Linked DNA regions of Sus scrofa: region 2 is linked to region 1. A link is a contact called in public HiChIP or PLAC-seq data. All regions are on one chromosome and are shown on one strand. Each heading gives the region's core, a stretch centred on a gene start, on an enhancer-like site or on the middle of the called end of the contact. The rest is flanking DNA. Distances are from core to core; before and after follow the strand shown.

What was found. HiChIP or PLAC-seq counts read pairs in DNA pulled down with a chosen protein or histone mark.
Region 2: a contact with region 1 is called in an H3K27ac HiChIP or PLAC-seq map of alveolar macrophages. The contact joins two enhancer-like sites. A contact is called at or near these places in 2 of 47 Hi-C or Micro-C datasets (adipocytes and embryonic fibroblasts) and 1 of 2 datasets of contacts at active chromatin or transcription factors (alveolar macrophages).

Annotation. Positions count from the first base shown.
Region 1 is chr6:106,292,470-106,298,421 of Sscrofa11.1, reverse strand. All of the region lies in intron 1 of ROCK1 (rho-associated protein kinase 1), which reads left to right. Among named protein-coding and RNA genes, the nearest start is that of ROCK1, 20 kb to the left of the region's middle. Within about 2 kb of position 2,716, at least 1 of the 83 cell types and tissues checked has an H3K27ac peak or open chromatin away from gene starts, as enhancers often do. A contact at or near this core is called in alveolar macrophages, where this site is marked.
Region 2 is chr6:106,375,968-106,381,919 of Sscrofa11.1, reverse strand. The region is part of intron 5 of LOC102157456 (formin-like protein 5); the gene reads left to right. Among named protein-coding and RNA genes, the nearest start is that of ROCK1, 64 kb to the right of the region's middle. Within about 2 kb of position 3,094, at least 15 of the 83 cell types and tissues checked have an H3K27ac peak or open chromatin away from gene starts, as enhancers often do. A contact at or near this core is called in alveolar macrophages, where this site is marked.

The DNA.
Region 1 (5,952 bases), core at 1,467-3,966:
CAATGCCGGATTCTTAACACACTGAGCAAGGCCGGGATCAAACGCACAACCTCATGGTTCCTAGTCGGATTCGTTAACCACTGAGCCATGACGGGAACTCCCAATCTGTTGTGGTTTTAATTATATTTTTGATCTTTTGTTGTTTTAGTGGCTTCTGTTCTAGGGATTTCTGTATATACTGAAATATAATACTTGCCAACTTTTCAATCTAGAATGGGTAAGCTAAAATTTATCAAGGAATTTAGAAACTTTACCACCATAAATGCCCCTTCACCTTCCCCTTTATGTTGTAGTTGTCTAATGTATTGTACCTATACATACATTAAAAACCCCATCAGAAAATGTCATCAGTGATCAAACATATTTTAAATAACTCAATAGAAGGGGAATAGATATTTATCATTTCTTGTGTTCTTTCTTGTCTGTTGTTCCAGGTTTCTTTCTGCTGTCATTTTCCTTCTCTCGGAAGAACTTCCTTCATGAATTTTTTTTGTTGTTTTTTAAGTAGCTTTTTTTTTTTTTTAAACATCAGATCAGCTGAATGAATTTTCGTATTTTCCTTCCTATCAGGATGTTATTTCATTTTATTTCATTTTTATCCCTAAAAGAGATTTTCAATGGCAGTAGAATTTTAGATTGATACTTCTTTCCTTTTGATACTTTAAAAGTGGTGTTCCACTTCTTTCAGAGGTTTCACACAGTTTCTGGTGAGAAATATACTGTTATCCAATTCATTCTTCCCCTGTAAGTAATGTCATTTTCCTCTAGTTGTCTTCAAGGTATTTACTTTGTCTTTAATTTTCAGCCGTTTGATTATGATGTGTCTAGAAGTAGGTTCCTTTGGGTTTATCCTCTTGGGGTTCACTGAGCTTGAATCAGTAGCAAATATGGGAGATTTTCAACCTTTGTTTCTTCAAATATTTTTACTGCCCCAAACTCTTTCTCTTCTTTTGGCGTTCTAACAACACAAATGTTCCCCTGTCCGTTTTTGTCCCACAGGTCTCTGGGACTCTGTTCATTTAAAAACTTTTTTTTCTTTTTGGAGTTCTCATTGTGGCTCAGTGGTAACAAACCCAGCTAGTATTCACAAGGACACGGGTTTGATCCCTGGCTCTGCTCAGTGGGTTGAGGATTCGGTGTTGCCATGAACTGTGGTGAAGGTCACAGATGTGGCTCGGATCTGGCATTGCTGTGCTGTGGCATAGGCTGGCAGCTGTAGTTCTGATTCAACCCCTTCCATGTGCTGTGAGTGTGGGCCCTTCCCCCCCATTTTTTTTCCTCTTTGTTGATTAAATAATTTCTACTGATGTATCTTCAAGTACAGGCGTACTTCATTTTATTGTATTTTGCTTTGTTGCACTTCGTGGATACTGCATTTTTTTTTTTTTTTTTTACAAATTGAAAGTTTGTGGCAGTGCTGTGTCAAGCAAATCTAATGGTGTCATTTTTCAAGCATTTGCTCACTTTGTGTCTTTGTGTTACATTTTGGTAATTCTTGCAGTATTTCAAACTTTTTCACTATTTATTATGGAGATCTGTGATTAGTGATCTTTAATGTTAGTATCATGACTACTGAAGGCTCAGTTGATGGTGGTTAACATTTTTTTTTAGCAATAAAGTATTTTAAATAAAAGCATATGCATTGTTTTTTTAAGAACATAATGTAATTTATTGCACACAATAAACTATACTATAGTGTAAACAAAAGTTTTATATGCACTGGAAAGCCAAAAAATTTACGTGACTTGCTTTATTGCGGTGGTCTAGAATCAAACTATACTCTCTCTGAGGTATGCCTGCATACTGAGTCTTTGCTCTGTCATCTCTATGCTGCTATTAAGTGTATGGAGTGTATGTTCTTTATTTTGGTCATTGCACTTTTCCATTTAAAATTTTCCATTTAGTTTTTTTCCCCCTTATACCATTAATTCTAAGAATGTTTGCCCTTATTTGGGGGAGCATTTTATTTTTCATTTTTTAAAGTTTTATTGATGTATAGTTGATTTACAATGTTGTGATAATTTCTGCTGTACAAGAAGGTGATTCAGTTATATATGTACTAGGGAACTTTTTTTTTTCTTTTTTTTTAGGGCCATACCTGGGGCATATGGAAGTTCCCAGGCTAGGGGTCTAATCGGAGCTGCAACTGCTGGCCTATGCTACAGCCACAGCAACACCTGATCCAGGCTGCATCTCTGACCTCAGCCACCTTGCAGCAACACTGGATTCTTAACTCACCGAGCAAGGCCAGAGATTAAACCTGTATCCTCATGGATACTAGTTGGATTCTTAACCTGCTGAGCCACAACTGGAACTCCAGAGGAAAATTTAATAATAGCTGTTTTAAAAGTTTTTGTTAGGGAGTTCCCGTCATGGCGCAGTGGTTAACGAATCCAACTAGGAACCATGAAGTTGCAGGTTCGACCCCTGGCCTTGCTCAGTGGGTTAAGGATCCGGCGTTGCCGTGAGCTGTGGTGTAGGTTGCAGACGTGGCTCGGATCCCGCGTGGCTGTGGCTGTGGCGTAAGCTGGTGACTACAGCTCCGATTAGACCCCTTGCCTGGGAACCTCCATATGCCACGGGAAGTGGCCCTGGAAAAGGCAAAAAGACAAAAAAAAAAAAAAAAAAGTCTTTGTTAGATAATTCCAACCTATGTATCATTGCTATTGGCATCTGTCATTTGTCTGTGTTTTTAACTTTCCGTTTTGAAATAGTTAAACAGATTTTTAGGAAGTTGCAGATGTAGTGCAAAGAGGTCTAGTGCACCCTTTGCCCAGTTTCCCTCAATGGTTACATTTTAAGTAACTATAGTGCCACATCAAGATTAGGAAATTGCATTTAGTTCAATGTGTATGTATAGTTCTATACCACTTTTTCACATATGTAGATTCCTGTTGCCACAACTACAATCAAGATACAAAACTTTCATCACCACAGTATTTCCCTGTGTTACTCCTATATAGTCATATCCCCCCACTCCTCATATCTCTAACCCCTGGAAACATTAATCTGTTCTCCATCTCTAATTTTATCACTTGAAGAATGTTATTAGAATGAAATCATACAATATATGAACTTTTGAGATTTTTTTTTTCATGCCACATAATGCCCCTGAGATGCATCCTTGTTGTCGCAGGTATTAGTAGTTCATTCCTTTTTATAGCGGTATATTACTCCATGGCATGGATGCACCACAATTTATTTAGCCACTCATTTATTGAAGATAATTTTTGTTGTTTTTCCATTTTTTTGGCTACTAGAGGTAAAGCTGCAATGAACATTCATGCACAGGTTTTTGCATATATAGCATTTTCATTTCTCTGAAATAAATGCCCATGAGTGCAAATACTTACATACCCCTTTGCAATGTATGAGAGATCCATTTTATCTGCATCCATATTGCATTGGTATTGTAACTTTTTTCATATTAGTTGTTCTAAAGGAGTGTATAATGATATTTCATAATGACTTTAGTTTACATTTACTTAATGGCTAGTGATATTGAGTATCTTTTCATGCATCTGTTTGCCATCAGTATATCCTCTTTAGTGAAACATCTGTTTTATGTTTTCTGCCCATTTTCTGATCAGGTTGTTGAGTTTTGAGAGTTTTTCAAGTATTCTAGTATGTGTGGTTTGCGAAAATTTTTCCCTAGAGGATCTTTTCATCCACTTCCCTGGATCTTTTGAAAAGTGAAAGTTGTTTTTGTTTTTTCTTTTGGCTGCCCCATGGCATATGGAGTTCCTGGGCCAAGCATCAGATCCAAGCTGCAGCTGTGATCTAAGCCGCAACTGTAGCAACACCAGATCCTTAACTCACTGTGCCAGGCTGGATATCAAACCTGCGTCCCAAGGCCCCCAAGACAACAAGATGCCACCAGTCCTGTTGCACCACAGTGGAAACTCTGAAGGCTGTTATTTTTGACAAAGTAGTTTATCAAAAAAATTACTTTTATTAAAGTACGGTTGATTTACAATGTGCCAGTTTTTGCTGTGCAGCACAGTGACCTATTTATACATATAGATAGATAGATAGATAGATAGAGTCTTTTTCTCATATTCATCTATCATGTTCTCTCCCAAGAGATTGGATATATTCCCTGTGCTATACAGTAGGACCTCATTGCTTAACCATTCTAAATGTAATAATTTACATCTACTAACCCCAAAATGCCAGTCCATCTCACTCCCCCCACCACCACCACCTTGGCGACCACAAGTCTATTCTCTATATCTGTGGGTCTGTTTCTGTTTTATAGATAGGTTCATCCATACCATATTTTAGATTCCACATAGAAGTGATATCATATATCTTTCTTTCTCTTTCTGACTTACTTCACTTAGTGTGAGAATCTCTAGTTCCATCCATGTTGCTGCAGATGGCATTATTTCATTCTTTTCTATGGCTGAGTAGTATTCCATTGTGTGTATGTGTCACATCTTCTTAATCTGTTCATCTATCGATAGATATTTAGGTTGATTCTATATCTTGTCTATTGTGAATAGTGCTGTAGTGAACATAGGGGTGTATGTGTCTTTTTTTTTTTTTTTCTTTTTGCCATTTCTAGGGCTGCTTCCATGACATATGGAGGTTTCCAGGCTAGGGGTCTAATTGGAACTGTAGCCATTGGCCTATGCCACAGCCACAGCAACGCAGGATCTGAGCTGCATCTGCAACCTACACCACAGCTCATGGCAATGCTGGATCCTTAACCCACTGAGCAAGGCCAGGGATTGAACCCAAAGCCTCATGGTTCCTAGTTGAATTCGTTAACCACTGAGCCATGATGGGAACTCCTGTATGTGTCCTTTTGAGTTGTAGTTTTGTCCAGATATATGCCCAGGAGTGGGAGTATTGGATCATATGGTAGCTCTATATTTAGTTTTCTGAGAAACCTCCAATTCTGTTTTCCATGATGGTTGTACCAGTTTACATTCCCACCAGCTGTGTTGGAGGGTTCCCTTTTCTGTATAGCCTCTCCAGCATTTGTTACTTGTAGACTTATAGAAAGAGGGCCATTGTGACTGGTGTGAGGTTGTACCTCACTGGGTTTTGATTTGCATTTCTCTGATAATTAGCGGTGTAGAGCATTTTTTCATGTGCCTACTGGCCATCCATATGTCTTCTTTAGAGAAATGTCTATTTAGGTCTTCTGCCCATTTTTTGATTGGGTTGTTTTTTGTTGTTGAGTTATATGAGCTTTTGTATATTTTGGAGATTAAGCCCTCCAAAATATACAAAACATTTGCAGTTGTTTTCTCCCATTCCATAGGGTGTCTTGTTTTTCTTACCGTTTTCTTTGCTGTGCAAAAAAGCTTGTAAGGTTGATTAGGTTTTATTTTTGTTTTTATTTCTGTACCTTGGGAGACTGACCTAAGAAAACATTTGTATGATTTATGTCAGAGAATGTTGTGCCTGTGTTCTCTTCTAGGAGTTTTATGATAACATGTCTTATGTTTAAGTCTTTAAGCCATTTTATCAACAGAATTGTTAATGGATAATACTTTCTGTGTCATGTCTCAAAAGCTTTCATTTAGTTGTAGGTCTCAAATATTTTACCATTATTTCCCAAAACATTTTAACAGTTAAGTCAGTGATCCAATTTGAGTTAATTTTTGTGTGAAGTGTGACATTAGATTGAGGTTCCTTTTTTTTTTTTTTCTTTTCTTTTTTGGCAGCATCTGTGGCAAATGGATGTTCCTGGGCTAGGAATTGAATCTGAGCTGCAGTTACGACCTACACCACAGCTGCAGCAATGCTGAATCCTTTACCCACTGTGGTGGGCCAGGGATTGAACTGGTGCTGCCACAGAGATGCCACATCATTAATCCACTGTGCCACAGCAGAAACTCCTGAGGTTCATTTTTTTTTTTTTAAATGGGTATCCCATTTTTCAGCACCATTTTTTGAAAAGAGTACCTTTACTCATTGAATTGCTCTGCGTCTTGTCAA
Region 2 (5,952 bases), core at 1,845-4,344, 83 kb before region 1:
GGGAGCTCGGGGATAATAGATACAAACAATTGCCTTTGGAATGGATTAGCAATGAGATCCTGCTGTGTAGCACTGGGAACTATGTCTAGTCACTTATGATGGAGCATGATAATGTGTGAAAATAGAATGTGTGTATGTATGTGTAACTTGGTCACATGCTGTACAGTAGAAAAAAATGTATTGGGGAAATAACTATTTAAAAAGTCCTTTAAAAAAAGAAAAAAAATATGAAGCTTCCTCAAAAAATTAAAATTAGAACTACCATACTATACAGCAATTCCACTCCTGGGTATTTATCTGAAGAAAAGGAAAACACTAATTAAGAAAGATACAAGCACCCCACTTTTTATAGAAGCACTATTTACAATAGCTAAGATATGGAAGCAACCTAAGTAAGTATCCATCAACAAGGAAATGGATAAACTAGATGTGGTATATATATACAATGGAATCATTAGTCATAAAAAAAGAATGAAAATTTGTCATTAGCAACAACATAGGTAGACTGGAGGGTATTAAACTTAGTTAAGTAAGTCAGACAAAAATGAATACTGTATGTTTTCATTTACATGTGGAATCTAAAAAACAAACAGAAACAGACTTACAGATTCAGAAAACAAATTAGTGGTTACCAGTGGGGAGAGGAAAGGGGCCAGGATAGGTGAAGGGGATCAAGTGGTAAAAACTACTAGGTATAAAATAAATAAGATACAAGGTGTAATGTACAGCATAGGGAATATAACCAATATTTTATAATAACATTAAATTGAGTATAATTTATAAAGATATCAATCACTATGTTGTAACCTGAAACTAATATAATGTTATAAATTAGCTATACTTCAATAAAAAATAAAATTATCATCTACAAAACAAAAAGATTAGAAGAAAATTTAAGGTAATTTGTTCAATCTTTTCTGAAGTTCCATGATTTTTCAAAGGAATGCAATTAATTACATGCTTTTTGAAATCCATGTATTTCTGATAGTCAGCAAATATGAGTTGGGCTGGTGATGCTAACTCATAATGTTGAGAGTTGGGCAGTTGGTTAAAAGGATCCTGCGTTGCCACAGGTTCAGCTATGGCCCACAGCTGTGGCTCAGATTCAATCCTTGGCATGAGGAATTTCCATATGCCAAGGGTGCGGACGTTTAAACAACAACGACAACAACAAAACGAGTTTAGAGACTGAATCAGTAGCTGTTCATGTGTTCAAACAAAACAAAAGGGTGACATCTAGTGTTTATTAGGAGTATATGTAACCTTGACTAATATTTTCATTAATTTACCCCACCTGCAATACATTGAATGCAGCACAAAAACAAATGAGGGAAGCCAGTGAAAAAGGTCACTGTGGTAGTTATGACAATAGTGGTAAATAGACCATAATTTCTAATCTGGTTCTAGAAACTCAGGAGTGGCACCATGAAGTAACTACTTTCTGAGCTGATACCCAAGAAAAGTGGAGCAGTCACAAATGACAAGGGTGGGAAGAGCATTGCTGTCGAAAGAGATAGTAGTATGAGTCAAGGTAGGAAAATCAAGTAACAGCATGATATTGTGATTCAAGTCATAATATCACAATGGAGCAAGTTCAGCTGCTCCAACTGTGCCCCAAGTTCAACTGTTTGCACTTTCTATGTAATGGTAAGCCACCCTAGAGACACCCCTGTGATTCAGACAGAGCTGTGGCTGTTCTTGGGGGAAGTTGATGCGAGCAGGTTGAGACTAAAATTGTATGTTATTGTAATAGATTATGGTAGTAGTGAGAGGAGAACATGCATTTAATAAATTGGAAGACAAAAATCAATAGTTTGCCTTGATGGCTTGATTGTACATAGAAGGTGAAAGGCAAAGAGTCAAGGATGTCACCTTCCTTTAGAGGTCGGGTAGATTGTGTGTTCATCAATTAATATTTTTAAGTTAAAATAAAAAGAGCATGGTTAGTGGGGAAGATGATTCATTCACTTTTGACAGGTTAACTTTGAAGTGCTTGGGAAATAGTAAAGTGCAACTGGATATCTGATTCTTGAAGCTTTGAGGAGAGGATTAAGCAAGCCATGTGAATTTACTTTCATCAGCATAGAGGTGGTTGAAAAACAATGAGAGTGTATAAGATTGCCCAGGAAGGGTATACAGTATAAATTAAGAACATGGATAGAAAAGGTATCGTTAATGCTTTGCAGGAAAAAAAAATAGCAGTTTGAGTTTGGATTTGTATAGAATATATTAGAAGGAAAGGGTACAATTTCTTCAACATCAAAGCAGCTTCCTGAAAGGATTAGCATTTTAGAGGTTGCTTTTTAAGGCCTATTGACACAAATACTATTGTAGTACCAAATAAATACATGTTCTGTTTATTTAACTATATTAACCAGGACTCCATCAGCAAGGAATAGAAACTTTACCGAAAGCGACATGGGTTAGACTTCGTTGCCAGATAACCCAGCGTCTCAGAGGATGGGCTGGCTCCAGGCACTGCTGGATCCAAATACCGTGTCTTCAGTGGGCTCTCTCCAAGTCTGAATCTTACTTTATTGTATTGACTTCATTTTCACGCAGAGGCAAAAAAAGAAAAAAATATATATTGTAGGATTAATTTGAATGTTAAAAGTAATGGCAATTGAAAAAAGAACAAATCTCTTTCCCTCCCTTGGCACACTGACCTCCAGAAAATTCCGATTGGCTGACTTTGATCCCGAACTTATCACTGGAGCCAATCGCGGTGGCCAGAGGGAGGAAATATTCTGATTGGTCAACTTGGGTCTGGTACTTCCCAATAGCAGTAAAGAGAAAGTCGTAAGTGATTATAGCCTTCTCAGAATCATGTGGGGAGGCCTTTTCCTTCAGGAACTCGTACTTTAGTCATTAAAACAAATAGCTTGGATACAAGGAAGAATGTAGATACTGATATAGAAGCAAATACTATGAAAGCCCAGTGGAAGGAAGGTCTCCTCCCTGGAGAAAGCTTCTTGAAAGTTATGCTATCTCAGAGTGTCCTTCCTGAGAAAGCCAGTGATCTTTCTGTGGAAGCTAAACTCACATCCACTCAGGCGTCAGGAGGCTGACGGAGCTGCAGGGAAAGGCGAGCGTTTGCAAGCCCAGCCCCTGCCTCGCCCCGCGTCAATCGAGTGAGCCAGCAGATAGCGTGGGTGAGCCTGCCCAGACTGCGCAAGAAAGCACAAAAGTGGCTTCTGTTTCGCCTCCATCCTCCAAATGTCTTATGACATGCCTCTGTGGTCTTTTCTAACTGGAAACCTTCAGGATGTGAATTATGGGACATGGAGCCCCTCCACCGCAGCCAAGGTGATACTTCACAAAACCACCACACTCCTTCGTTAATCTTGAACCGCTCAGGAGGAAATATAATACCTAGTTCAGCACATTTCATTTATTCAACACATTTTTGTTGGGCACCTACTATGTGCAGGCCTCTTGCCAACGAATGGTGACACAGAGATGGCTCTTATCCAGGCCTGACCTTCCAGAGATATTGCTCTGGTTCCAGGACTGGATTCTCATCCTTGGTCTTGCTCTTTTCCTTAGAGGCTGTGCGTTCTCGGACCAGTCACTTCTTTTTGCTCTCCGTGCCTGGTCTCTGTGAGGATTCAATGAGGTCCGAGTTTGAGCTGTCTCAGCTCTGTGTCTGTATGTCGACAGTGCTATGCCCTGTTAGAGACTCTAATAGTCTTCAGCATCAAATTGACCTATGATCCTAGTAGCTTGAAAATGACTATCAAGACGGCTGGACAACTGTTAGGCTTTTTTTAAATCAAAAATTTTTATTGACAAATTACACATAATATTTTCCATGTTAACCATTTTTAGGCATACCATTCAGTGGCATTAAGTACATTTACATTGTTTCATACCCATCATCACTATCCATCTTCAAAACTCTTTTCATCTTGTGAAACTGGAACTCTATCCTCATGAAAAAATCTCCTTCTCCCTGCTGGCAGCCACCATTCTTTCTGTCTTTATGAATTTGATGACTCTAGGTCCCTCATATAAGTGGAATCACACAGTAGTGTGTGTGTGTGACTAGTTTATTTTGCTTGGCATGTTGTCCTCAAGAACCCATGATCTAGCATGTTCAGAGTTTCCTTCCTTTTTTAGGGATGAATGGTATTCTATCGTGTGCATATACTACATTGTGCTTATCCATTCATTTGCTGATGGACACTTGGGTTGCTTCCACCTTTATGCTATAGTGAATAATGCTGCTGTGAACATGGGTGTACAAATATATATGAATTTATTTTTAAAAAGTCACATGGAGTTGGAAAATGGCAATTCCAAAAAGGAAGGAATACAGGGCAGACAAAAAGTAATAGAAGTCTCCTGCTTTTAATTTTCTTTTTCACTAAGTTTAGTGAATACACTAAACCAAATCTCTACACATTTTGAATGAAAAGAGAAAACAAATAAGATCCAAAAAGAGCTGAAGAAAAAAACAGATGAAAGAAAAAAATTTCATGGAAATAATCTACTTACATATCCAAGCAGGTCAACAAATTCCAAGCAAGATAAATACAAGAAAATCACAACTACACACTTCATAGTTCAACTATCAAAAAGAGACTATTGAAATAAAGAGACTCTTGAAAGCCATCAGTGAAAAACATTACATATGGAGGAACAGTGATATATGATGGCATTTCATCAGGGAAATGATATTTTGTGAGAAGAAATGAATGCCAGAGACAACGAGAAAACATCTTTAGAGTGTTTCCGGAACATCCACCAACATGGCCACCTGCTAAGCCATAAAACAAGTTTCATGAAATTTCAAAAATATTGATATTTACAAAGTATGGGCCCTGACCACAATGAAACTAAAGAATATAAAGGAATAAGTAAAATTGTCATTATTCACAGATGATATGATCATTTATAAAGAAATACCAAAATGAATGTACAGAAAAACTAGTAGGTCTAAAACCTGAATTTTAGTCATAGAATATTAGGTCAATATACAAAAATCAATTATATTTCTGTTTATTGTCATAATTGGAAAATAAAAACTTTAATACCATTTACAATAGCATCAAAAATATAAACAATTTATGAATAGATTTACAAAATTTGTGTAAGACTTCTACACTGAAAAATACAAAACACAGTTGAGATAGTAAAGAAAACAATAAATGGAGTTACATCATAATCATGGATTAAAAGACACAGTATTCACTAATAATCTTATAAAAGATCTGTAAGTTCTACACAATTCCAACTAAAATCTTAATAGATTTTTTCTAGATATTGATAAACTGACACTAAAAATTTTATGAAATGTGAGAGACCTAGAATAGCCAAAACAAACTTGAAAAAGAACGAAGCTCAAAGACATACACTATCTTATCACAAGACTGTTTAGAGAGAGTGAAATTAAGACAGCATGATAAGGATGTAGTGATTGATAAATAGATAAAGGGAACTGAAGTTGAAAGCTGAGAAATAGACTCACACTTAAACAGTCAGTTGATTTGTGACCTGGGAACCAAGGTGTTTTCATGTGGAAAGTAAAGTCTTTTTAAAAAACGGTGCTCCACAAATTCTAGCTGCCTTGGCCTCACCAAACTCTGATCTCTGTCTCTTCACTTCAGTAAGACCTCCAGGATCTGTTTGGATTTGTGCTGTCTGCTTGAGGCCTGGAAACTGCCTCTGGTAACCAGGACAACCATAGGGCTCACCTTATTGTTTCCTTTGTCTCAGAAATAATAGTCCTGTGCTGCCAGGTGTCTAATGTCTGAAAACAGTTGTCTGATATAGTTTGTCCAGTTATCTAGTGATGGGGGGCGATCAACCCCCATCTTACACCACTATGGCTGTAACAACCTGGTGTGCACTTTAAAAAATGTTCTCTGACTGCTCTGTGAAGAATAGGTTGTCATGGAGCAAAAATGGAAGAAGTGGAAACAGAATCCATTGGGGAAGTACTGCAGCTGT